2 separate regions of the Mus musculus genome follow, and region 2 is linked to region 1. The links are chromatin contacts, called in public Hi-C maps. All regions are on one chromosome and are shown on one strand. The core of a region is the stretch at or near the end of the contact, and the rest is flanking DNA. Distances in the headings are between cores, read along the strand shown. Region 1 overlaps Gm40748 (a long non-coding RNA gene). Region 2 has its middle 130 kb from the start of Gm33843.

Region 1 (4,344 bases), core at 1,161-3,660:
CTGTGTGATCTCCAGGGCTTGGTCCAAACATCTCAGATAAAGAATAACCCAGCTAAGCCAAGCATCTCTAAAGGCAGATGTTCTCCAAGTGTCAATCAAATCAGATGGTGCTCAGTAACTACTCAGATGCTTCTAGTGACCAAGAGGCCTATTGTCAGTGCTTTCTCTTCCTCTCCTGTTGTAAAGAAACTTTTATTCTCAGCAAACTTACCTGGGATTACCATCATTGTCTGCCACTCACAGTTGGCCCTACATGTCCAATGTCCAAATTATTGCCCCTCTCCCCACACAGCTTCTATTATTTGTGTGAAATATTTACCATCTTCTCAATTGAAGTTTTGATATGTAGCTTCCAGAATTTTCTGATTCTCATCAGCTTTTTCCAGATGCTGTCTCTAAACAGTCTCAGTGTCTTGATTTAATGTTTGATATTTTGAGATGAGTAACACTTTTTTGAGATACATAAAGAGTGGAAAGTTCTTGGGACACTGCTTTCCTTAATGATACAGCAAAAAGGACTTTGGTGTCACCTAAGCATGGCTGATCTCTACTTGTTAGCCATTTTGACCTAAGGTGGTGATGTAACTTCTTCAGTGTTTTAGTCTGTAAAAATAATAGTTCTTTCTTCTTGGTAAGTTATCTTAGCATTTGCTACATATTAGAAATTATACATATACATATATATATGAAAATATACATAAATATATATCACTTTTATTAATTCTGATTACTTGGGAAGATTATGAAAGTAGCATTCCATGGAGAACAGACAAATAGGGTCTCCAAGCATTTTTAAACTAATATTCAACCTTACTCCTCCCCCTTTAAAGTTATGAGATTACATTTTTGTACTTAAATTACCTAATATCGAGAGGCTTCTGCAGTCTCACCAAATCCCCATTGTGTCAGCACCGAGGATGCATACTCAAATGAAAAGGAACTGAGAGATGTGCATTCATTGTTTCTCTCCTCATACTGACTTTTATTTCACCACACAGCTCTGCAATGACCATAGTTGGTCATTTCCCTGATCCAACAGGAGAGAGAGACAGAGACAGAGACAGACAGAGAGAGACAGAAAAAGACAGAGAGACAGAGACAGAGAGATAGAAAGACAGAGACACAGAGACAGACACAGAGAGTGATGTCAGCATAAACTGAGTCCTCCTGTGTGAACATCCCAGGTGCTCAACTGCTCCTTTCAGAGTCCCTCCATTGTGATGAAAAAGATTAAGAAATCAGAGGATGTTCGTTCCCTCTGGAGCCAAACAGATGTTGAAGTCCCTAGATGTATAATGTATCATGTCTTAGACTCAGAGAGCACATCCAAGACACCAGCAAAAGCAGACTAGGAGAGGAGCATGGTTCTTCATCAAATTTCCATCCAAAGAGGGCAGCTGTAAACTCTTTATAGAGCAGAGCAGTGGGGCCTGTAGGGGATCCCTCAAAAGAGTGGGGATAGCCAGAGATACAACTACTGTCTTTCCCCGGGCCGCCCAATCCTTCACAAACTCCGGAGGAAAGAAAAATAATAAACAGGACATTCACTTCCCTTTAGGACCTCCCTTTAAAAAGAGACTCTAAAAAGGTCTTTTATGATATTATAAATACATTTTTGTTGTTGTTGCTATTTCTTTGTTGTTGTTGTTTTTTTTTTTTTTGAGACGGGGTGGGGGGGGGTTTCTCTGCATGACTCCAGCCGTCCTGGAACTTGCTCTGCAGACCAGAGTTGCCTCAAACTCACAGAGATCTGCCTGCCTCTGCCTCTCTAGTGAGCACTGGGATTAAAGGAGTGTGCTATCACTGCCCAGTGAATAAATTGTTTTTACTAAGATGACATTTTCAAAGGGAGGAAGAAGAGAGGAAGGGAAGAAGATAGACAGAGAGAGAGAGAATGAGAAAGAGAGAAGTCAGTGCTAAAATTCTTCACATAGCTCAGTCTGTTTAGCTTTTACTTCCAGTTTTGGAAAGGCAGTCAACATTTTGAAGGACAGATCATTCTCCTTGAAGGCTGAGCACAAAGAGATGGGCTGTGGAGACGCCAGACAGGAATAAGGAGGTGGCAGATTTGTGTGGACACAGGACTGCAACCATCTCTGCTCATACTGCAAGTGTCTTCTTGCAACAGAATCCAGGGAATAAGGAAAATAGGAGGTCTGTGCACTCAGACTCTCTCTGGGAATTCCCCTAAGGAAGCTGTTATTCTCAGTCTCTGCCTCTCAGGGACCCCTCGGTTGAATTGAGATTAAGAATCCTGTTATGATAACTTCCTGTCCTCTTCATCCACAAACAAGAGAACACTTGGGAAGATTTCCTTTTCTTACGTTTTATTAGAATCTGTCCTAAATTGTGGGGTGTATGAGATGTGGAGGGGCGGGCACCCAGAAACCGCATTTCGTAAGAAGCACGGACTCTTGACTTTGGCCTGTAACTACTTAAAAGCCAGATGAAAGTCTGGCATCTTCGCCTTCCTTTGGCGTCTGGCTCCTTTACTTTGGCGGAAGGCACCGTGGTAAGTTACTGTCCATAACTTGTGTCATCTTGAATTCCAGGAAGAACCGTCCTCGCAGGACAAACGCCCACTGCTCAGATGAAGAGAGCTGTCCGTGAGGATGAGATAAACAGATTAGCAAAATAACAGAGGGCCCAAAGATGCTTTATGTACTCCGTGGGAAGACACAGTAACCAATCAGTGAATTGCTCTTATCTTTGCCTGACATCTTGCTTAAAGCAAATAGCACACATGCAGAGACATCTGGCTCTCATTTCCTGGATAAGATGCAGGAATAAGTTAAATATAAACTTATATATCCTCCAAACCTAGAAACTTTTCTGTATCAATTAGCACATGGACTAAGGTAGTGATCATCCCAAGTGTTGAATACATAAAGTGAAGCGAGTTCTCACAGAAAAGCTATAAATAACGAATCTAGTGAACAAGCAGTTCCGCTAACTCTTGAATATATTAAAATACAGAGGTCTTTGGCACATGGCATCAATATCACTCCACTAGGAAGACAGTCATTTCATGACATTTATACATATGTGTACACACACACATACACACTCACACTAATTTTTTTTTCTTTGAAGCAAGGTCATACTATGTAGCCTAGGCTAGACTCTAACTCATGATCCTACTCACTCAATTTCCCCCCAGTGCTGAGATTGTAAGCGAGTGCCTCCATGCCTGTCTGGGGCGGGGAGAGAAGACATCTTATTAGATTGTGTGGAGTAACACAAATTATCTTCTCTAGGTCTCCAATTCCTAATCTGAGAAAAATACACTGTGTTCTTCACTGCCACTAAAGATATCACCGGCAAGGACAGCTTGTCAGAGGAGATGTGCCTCAGCAAGTGGATACCTGCCGTCAAGCTCACAGACACAGCAATGGCTGGGGGTGTTGGCTTTGTACATGCCCTTGGCCTCAGAATAATGAAGCTGTAGAGTCCTCCCGTGGGCCCCTCTTTCCTCAGGTGAAACTGTGGTGTGATGAAGAAGCTTTTGAGGGAGCGGCTGTGAACTAGTCCTGAGGTGATCTAGTGCTGAGGCGACTGATGCTGATTCTCTTCCATTCACTCCCGCAGTCCCTTTAATGAATGTTGCTGACTGAGTTTCAGAGATCGCAGACACTCAGACAGCAGCCAAATACCTTTTCTTCTCATCTTGTTTAGGGATTTCAACCATTCCTATGTGTCTTGAGATGGTCTGTCAGAGAGAGATGTTCCTTGAGTCTGGCCACTCAGCTTTGAAGATGGTCTGTGAGATGAGCTCATGGGACATTGTCTCTGTTTATTTTCTCCGGAGGCAAGGCCTTTGCTGACAGCGATTCCGAGTATCAGATAGCCAGACGTCATAAGCTGTCCTGCTTTGCTGTGATAAACACCGTGGCCAGAAACAATTTGAAGAGGAATGAATTTATGTTCTCTCATACTTCCAGATTACAGTCCATTATTGAGGGGAGCCAAGGCAGGGCAGGACTCAAGCAGGGCAGGAATCTGGAGGCAGGAACAGAAGAGGAATGGAAAGGAGCGCTGCTTACTGACTTGCTCTCTGTGGCTTGCTCAACCTGCTTTCATAGACAACCCAAGACCACCTGCCCAGGGATAATGTCACCCACAGGGGGGATGAGCCATACCAATCCCTAATCAAGAAAATGTCCCCACAGACTAGCCTTCAGGCTAATCTGATGGAGGCACCTCCTCAGTTGAAGTCTCCTCATCAAGGATTAATTTATGTCATAGTGACAAAAGAAATTTACCACCACATGGGCCACGCCCACTTCTTCTCTTAAGCCATATGAGCTGAATTTAAAGGCAGAGGAATTTATTTGTTTATTTATT
Region 2 (4,344 bases), core at 1,301-3,800, 160 kb after region 1:
GTCACCTTTAGCCAGGTCCTTCCACTTTGACCCTATCCTTCCTACTGCACTACACATAGCTGTCAATGTTCCCATTCACGCACAATGAATATGTTCCATTCTTTCATCTCTACTTTTCAATGCTTCTGATCTTAGGTCCTTTCCATGGCTTTAGCAAATCTTGCTCAACACTACAATTTTCATCTCATCCCACACCCATTTGGAGCCCTCCAACAATGCCAGCATCTTTGCACTGCATCCCACAGGCCAAGGAGGTTCTACCTCAGGTGCTTTGCACTTCCTGTTCTGTCCACCTTGACAACTTCCCGTTATACCCACATCTATTGCAGATTGAACTTGTCCTTGATTTTTATCACTGTCACTGAACCATTTCATCAATGTGACTTTTCTCGTCTACAAAACAGCCCTCCGCCTCCACATGCATCCTGTGTTCATCCTTCTTCACCCAGAATGTGTTTCCATTGTTCTCTTCATTCTGTAGAACCTAAATTCCATAATAATAGAAAGCTTATTTTTCGCTGTTGCATCTTTAGACCCAAGGACAGCATCTGGCACACAATATTCTTTCAGTGACTAATGAGTTTTAATTAATTAAGCAACTTGAGCTTGGAGAAAAAAAAAAAACCCAAGAGCCTACAAGGCAAGGGAAATGAGTATGAAAAGGAACACATTTGCTCCATCTAAAATAGAAGTTAAGTTGGCAAACTACAACCTCGGGCCAAATCAAATGCAGCCCGCTACCTTGTTCTTGTAAATAAAATTTTATTGAAGCCCAACCATGTTCTTTAACTTACATATTGTCCATGAGTGCTTTTGTTCTGTCACAGCAGGGCTGAACAGTGGTGACAGAGAACACATGGCCCCGAGACTCAAATATTTACAATTTGCCTTTTTATAGAAAAGAAGTCTGACAGTCCTTGGTCTACAGGACACGATGGTAAAAAGATGGAAGACCAGATGAAGGCAAGCCGGAGGGAATATCTATGAGCTTAGGTTTAATACACAGGCAGAAGGAGACAGACGATGGATGCTTTTAAGGCAAGGGAGTCCCTGGAAGGCAGAAACTACTTTTAATATAATTTGTGCTTGAAAGAGCACTGTGATATTTAAGCCTGGCATCCCTGTGACAGATGCTACCAGGGCTGAACCACAATACCACTGCCATTTCCAGAATCGAGGCTTAAAGTAGAAGTCAAACCCTCATAAAACCATCTGTTTCCCTCCCCTATCTCCTGGATGGCTCTCAGCTGGGAAATGATCTTTCTCCTATGGTGAGCCTCCTACAGAGTCTCCAACAAAGACCACTCTGACCTCTGGATATCTGGACAGAGACAATTCCAAAAGCCCCCAAAATAAGACTTTGGTTCTAGAGTCACGCGGAAACTGTTCTCAACACTCTAACTTTGTTGGTCAAATTGGAGGAAGCTCATGGAGCTTGAAAATATGGCTCATTTCTGTGAAGGGTGATAAGCAAATTTTAAATTTTTGGTGACTTATCTCACCAGACAGACCTCTCTCTGGTTCTCTCTCTGAACCATGTGGAGCGTGTTTAGATTCCACTACTGGGTGAGGTCGAACATGGCTGTGCCATTTCTCTCTGCTTGAATTTCACAGTACAGCGATCTTTCTCTGGAGGTTTGGTTCTTGTCATCTTGGTTCCAATCAGTCCTTAAAAGAGGACAGGAACACATTTTAAAGCAGGAAGAAAGAAGGAAGGAGGAAGAGGAAGAGAGGAGGATGAAGAAGATGAAGAAAAGAGGAGGAGGAGGAAGAAATAATATGATGTGAATTTCACAAAACAAAGTAGAGCTTTGGCTAGTGGCTAACTTGGGTGTAGGCAGTGCATCCTCTTCTTCCCTCTGAGAATGCAGTGGTGAAATCTCATCTGCCCCAGTGAGGCTGCTGCATTTAGTTTAATTTGATCTACGCTCATGCTCCCTGTATGCCTGCTCTCCCAGTGTATGGATCCAGGAAACACCACTTTTCCCCTTTCATCTCCTGAATCCTTCAGTCTGAAGACTCATTATTGATCACAGCCTCCAAGAATTCAAAGTATGGGTTATCATCTCAAGGAAGGATTGGAAATGTCCAGAGCCTTGCTGCTCGAAAGGGCAACAGAACTTTGATCTCTACCATTTTCTTTAGGGCCCATGCTTTGCTCCGCCTTTTCAGACTATCAGAAGGCAGGTCTGCTGGTTCCGCTACTTAATTTAATGCTTCAGTTTTCAGGAGGAGCCAGCCTGGTCGAGCTTTTTAGGCTCTTTCTACTTGGGATGTGATGAATCAATCAATTGCAGGCTTCATTTTGTAGACGTTGGTATCCATGATGGGGTGCTAGCTCAGCCCTAGTAGCAGACAGAGGTGGCTCCGATAATTACATTAGAACCGTGGATACACACTTGCCTTAGGGCTTTAGAGTTGGGCTTAATCAAATCTACATTTGACATTTCACAGCCCACGCCAAGGATTTGTGCAAAGAAATAGCCGAGCACCGCCGGTTCTGCCTTAGCCTCCTCTTAAGGAAACAGCAGGCCTTGCGTTGGTTACATTTCTGCCCTGTGGTACAGCACTCAGAGCTTCTCTGGGCCATGTGCTTTTGATCCACAAAACACAACGGTTTGTTTGCTTGCTTGCTGTACTTAATACTTCTCTTGCACCCAGGCCTGGGGCTATGCTGTGGTTTGAATGTGAAATGTTCCCTGTCTTGTCTTTAGGGCCTGCCACAATTTCTTAATTAACTCTCTGCAGCCTAAATGGGTACTCAAGGTAATCACAAAATAAAACAGAAAATCTTGGAATGGAAATGATGGTGAACAAGACTGGATATGCAAAGATGACATGAGCCTGGATCCCAAACCTCCATAGAGGTAGCACTGGACCTGTGGATTGGAAGCAGCTGGGGCTTCTTGTTTGTTTTTGTTTGAAACTTACTTTTGCTTTGTAGAGTTAGCAATTGAACAAAACAGACTAAAAGACAATGCCTGGCACTGAAAAGTTGAAAGTGCTTTTAGGTGATTCTCATCCGTTTCAAATAAGAACAGGAGATCTGCACAGTTCACCACCAAGTGTTTCTGGTTACATTTTTTTTCTAAGATTTATTTTCAAGCATGAATGCACGATTGCATGCGTGCTTGCATGTGTGTGTGTGTGTGTGTGTGTGTTCGTGTAGGTGCCCATGAAGTCCAGAGGGAGGCATCAGACCCCCTGGACTTGGAGTTCCAGGTGACTGCAAAGGTGATAGGAAGTAAATTATGATCTAGAAGGACAGGAGGCTCTCTTATCCACTGATCTTCTCAGACTGTGATACAATTTTTCTTTAGAGCATATTTGGAGAAATACTGACAAAAGTCAAGAAATTGAATCAAGAAGTCGTTTAATGAGTATAGTCACTGTCCCTGCCACTGAGGATGGTCCAAGCTAGACCATCACAGCCCTGTGTGAAAAGGAACAGGAAAAAAACAAAAAACAAAAAAACCCTCCAAATGAAGTTCTGGATCTTCTAAAATGATGTTGGGGTTTATTCAGGGCAACACTACAATAGTAGTACTACGTCTGTGAAGGGAGTTCAAATCTCAGCCAAAGAGAAAAGAAGGAGCAGGTGCAAGATGGGGGGAGCACACATACACAGAAGACGTTCAGGTTCCATCAGACAGGGAGGGCAGCAAATTCAACAGCATAAAGCCCAGGCTGGGGACGAGTTAGATCTTGAAAAGTACTGTGGAGCTGTAGCCAAGTGGCAAGAGATATATGTTAGCTGGGGAAATAACGTGACCAAATTTGCCTTTTAGGTAGGTTAGGTATCAGCATGGCACTGGATGGGGGCCAGAGGGCAGCAGCCATGTGGCTCCATTACTATTGTTGTGTGAAAATGACAGGCTTGCTGTATGGATACAGATGCAAAGTGCTCCTTGGTTGAAAGATGTTTGTGTAAAGAAAGCTGAATCCCCAGACACCCAAAGAGGAAAGATCACAGAGGAGCGAGGCCTCCAGAAACTCCATGCAGATGTTGCAGCCTTCTACACAGGGCCCTGAACCTGCTTCTCATCTTATAACCATTTGCTGGCTTCCTTTGTATTTTGCAACTTCTTCCCATCTTTTTCCAACTTAAAATTTTTTATTCCCGAGTCGGTAAAATGATTCCATTTGGTAAAGGCCCTTGTGACAAAGTTGCAGAATTAAAGTCCAGGCCCCAGGTCCCACATGGCAGAAAGAGAGAAGCAATACTCTCTAAGTTGTCCTCTGTTTTCACATAGGTGGCATGTTCCATGGTGTGTGTGTGTGTGTGTGTGTGTGTGTGTGTACTCAAAATAAATAAATGCAATACATGTTCTTCACTCTTTTTGT

The links. Hi-C and Micro-C count contacts between places; a contact is called where the count stands out from the background.
Region 2: a contact with region 1 is called in a Hi-C map of the N1E-115 cell line, with 4 times the contacts expected there. The contact joins two enhancer-like sites. A contact is called at or near these places in 1 of 15 datasets of contacts at CTCF or cohesin (the NIH/3T3 cell line) and 2 of 484 Hi-C or Micro-C datasets (the N1E-115 cell line and nephron progenitors).

Annotation. Positions count from the first base shown.
Region 1 is chr10:96,303,166-96,307,509 of GRCm38.p6, forward strand. It overlaps Gm40748 (a long non-coding RNA gene), which reads right to left. Exons shown (of 3, transcript XR_871975.1): 2 at 3,654-3,999; 3 at 2,336-2,600. Among named protein-coding and RNA genes, the nearest start is that of Gm40748, 3.4 kb to the right of the region's middle. Within about 2 kb of position 2,411, at least 9 of the 459 cell types and tissues checked have an H3K27ac peak or open chromatin away from gene starts, as enhancers often do. A contact at or near this core is called in the N1E-115 cell line, where this site is marked.
Region 2 is chr10:96,466,736-96,471,079 of GRCm38.p6, forward strand. No RefSeq gene overlaps it. Among named protein-coding and RNA genes, the nearest start is that of Gm33843, 130 kb to the right of the region's middle. Within about 2 kb of position 2,551, at least 5 of the 459 cell types and tissues checked have an H3K27ac peak or open chromatin away from gene starts, as enhancers often do. A contact at or near this core is called in the N1E-115 cell line, where this site is marked.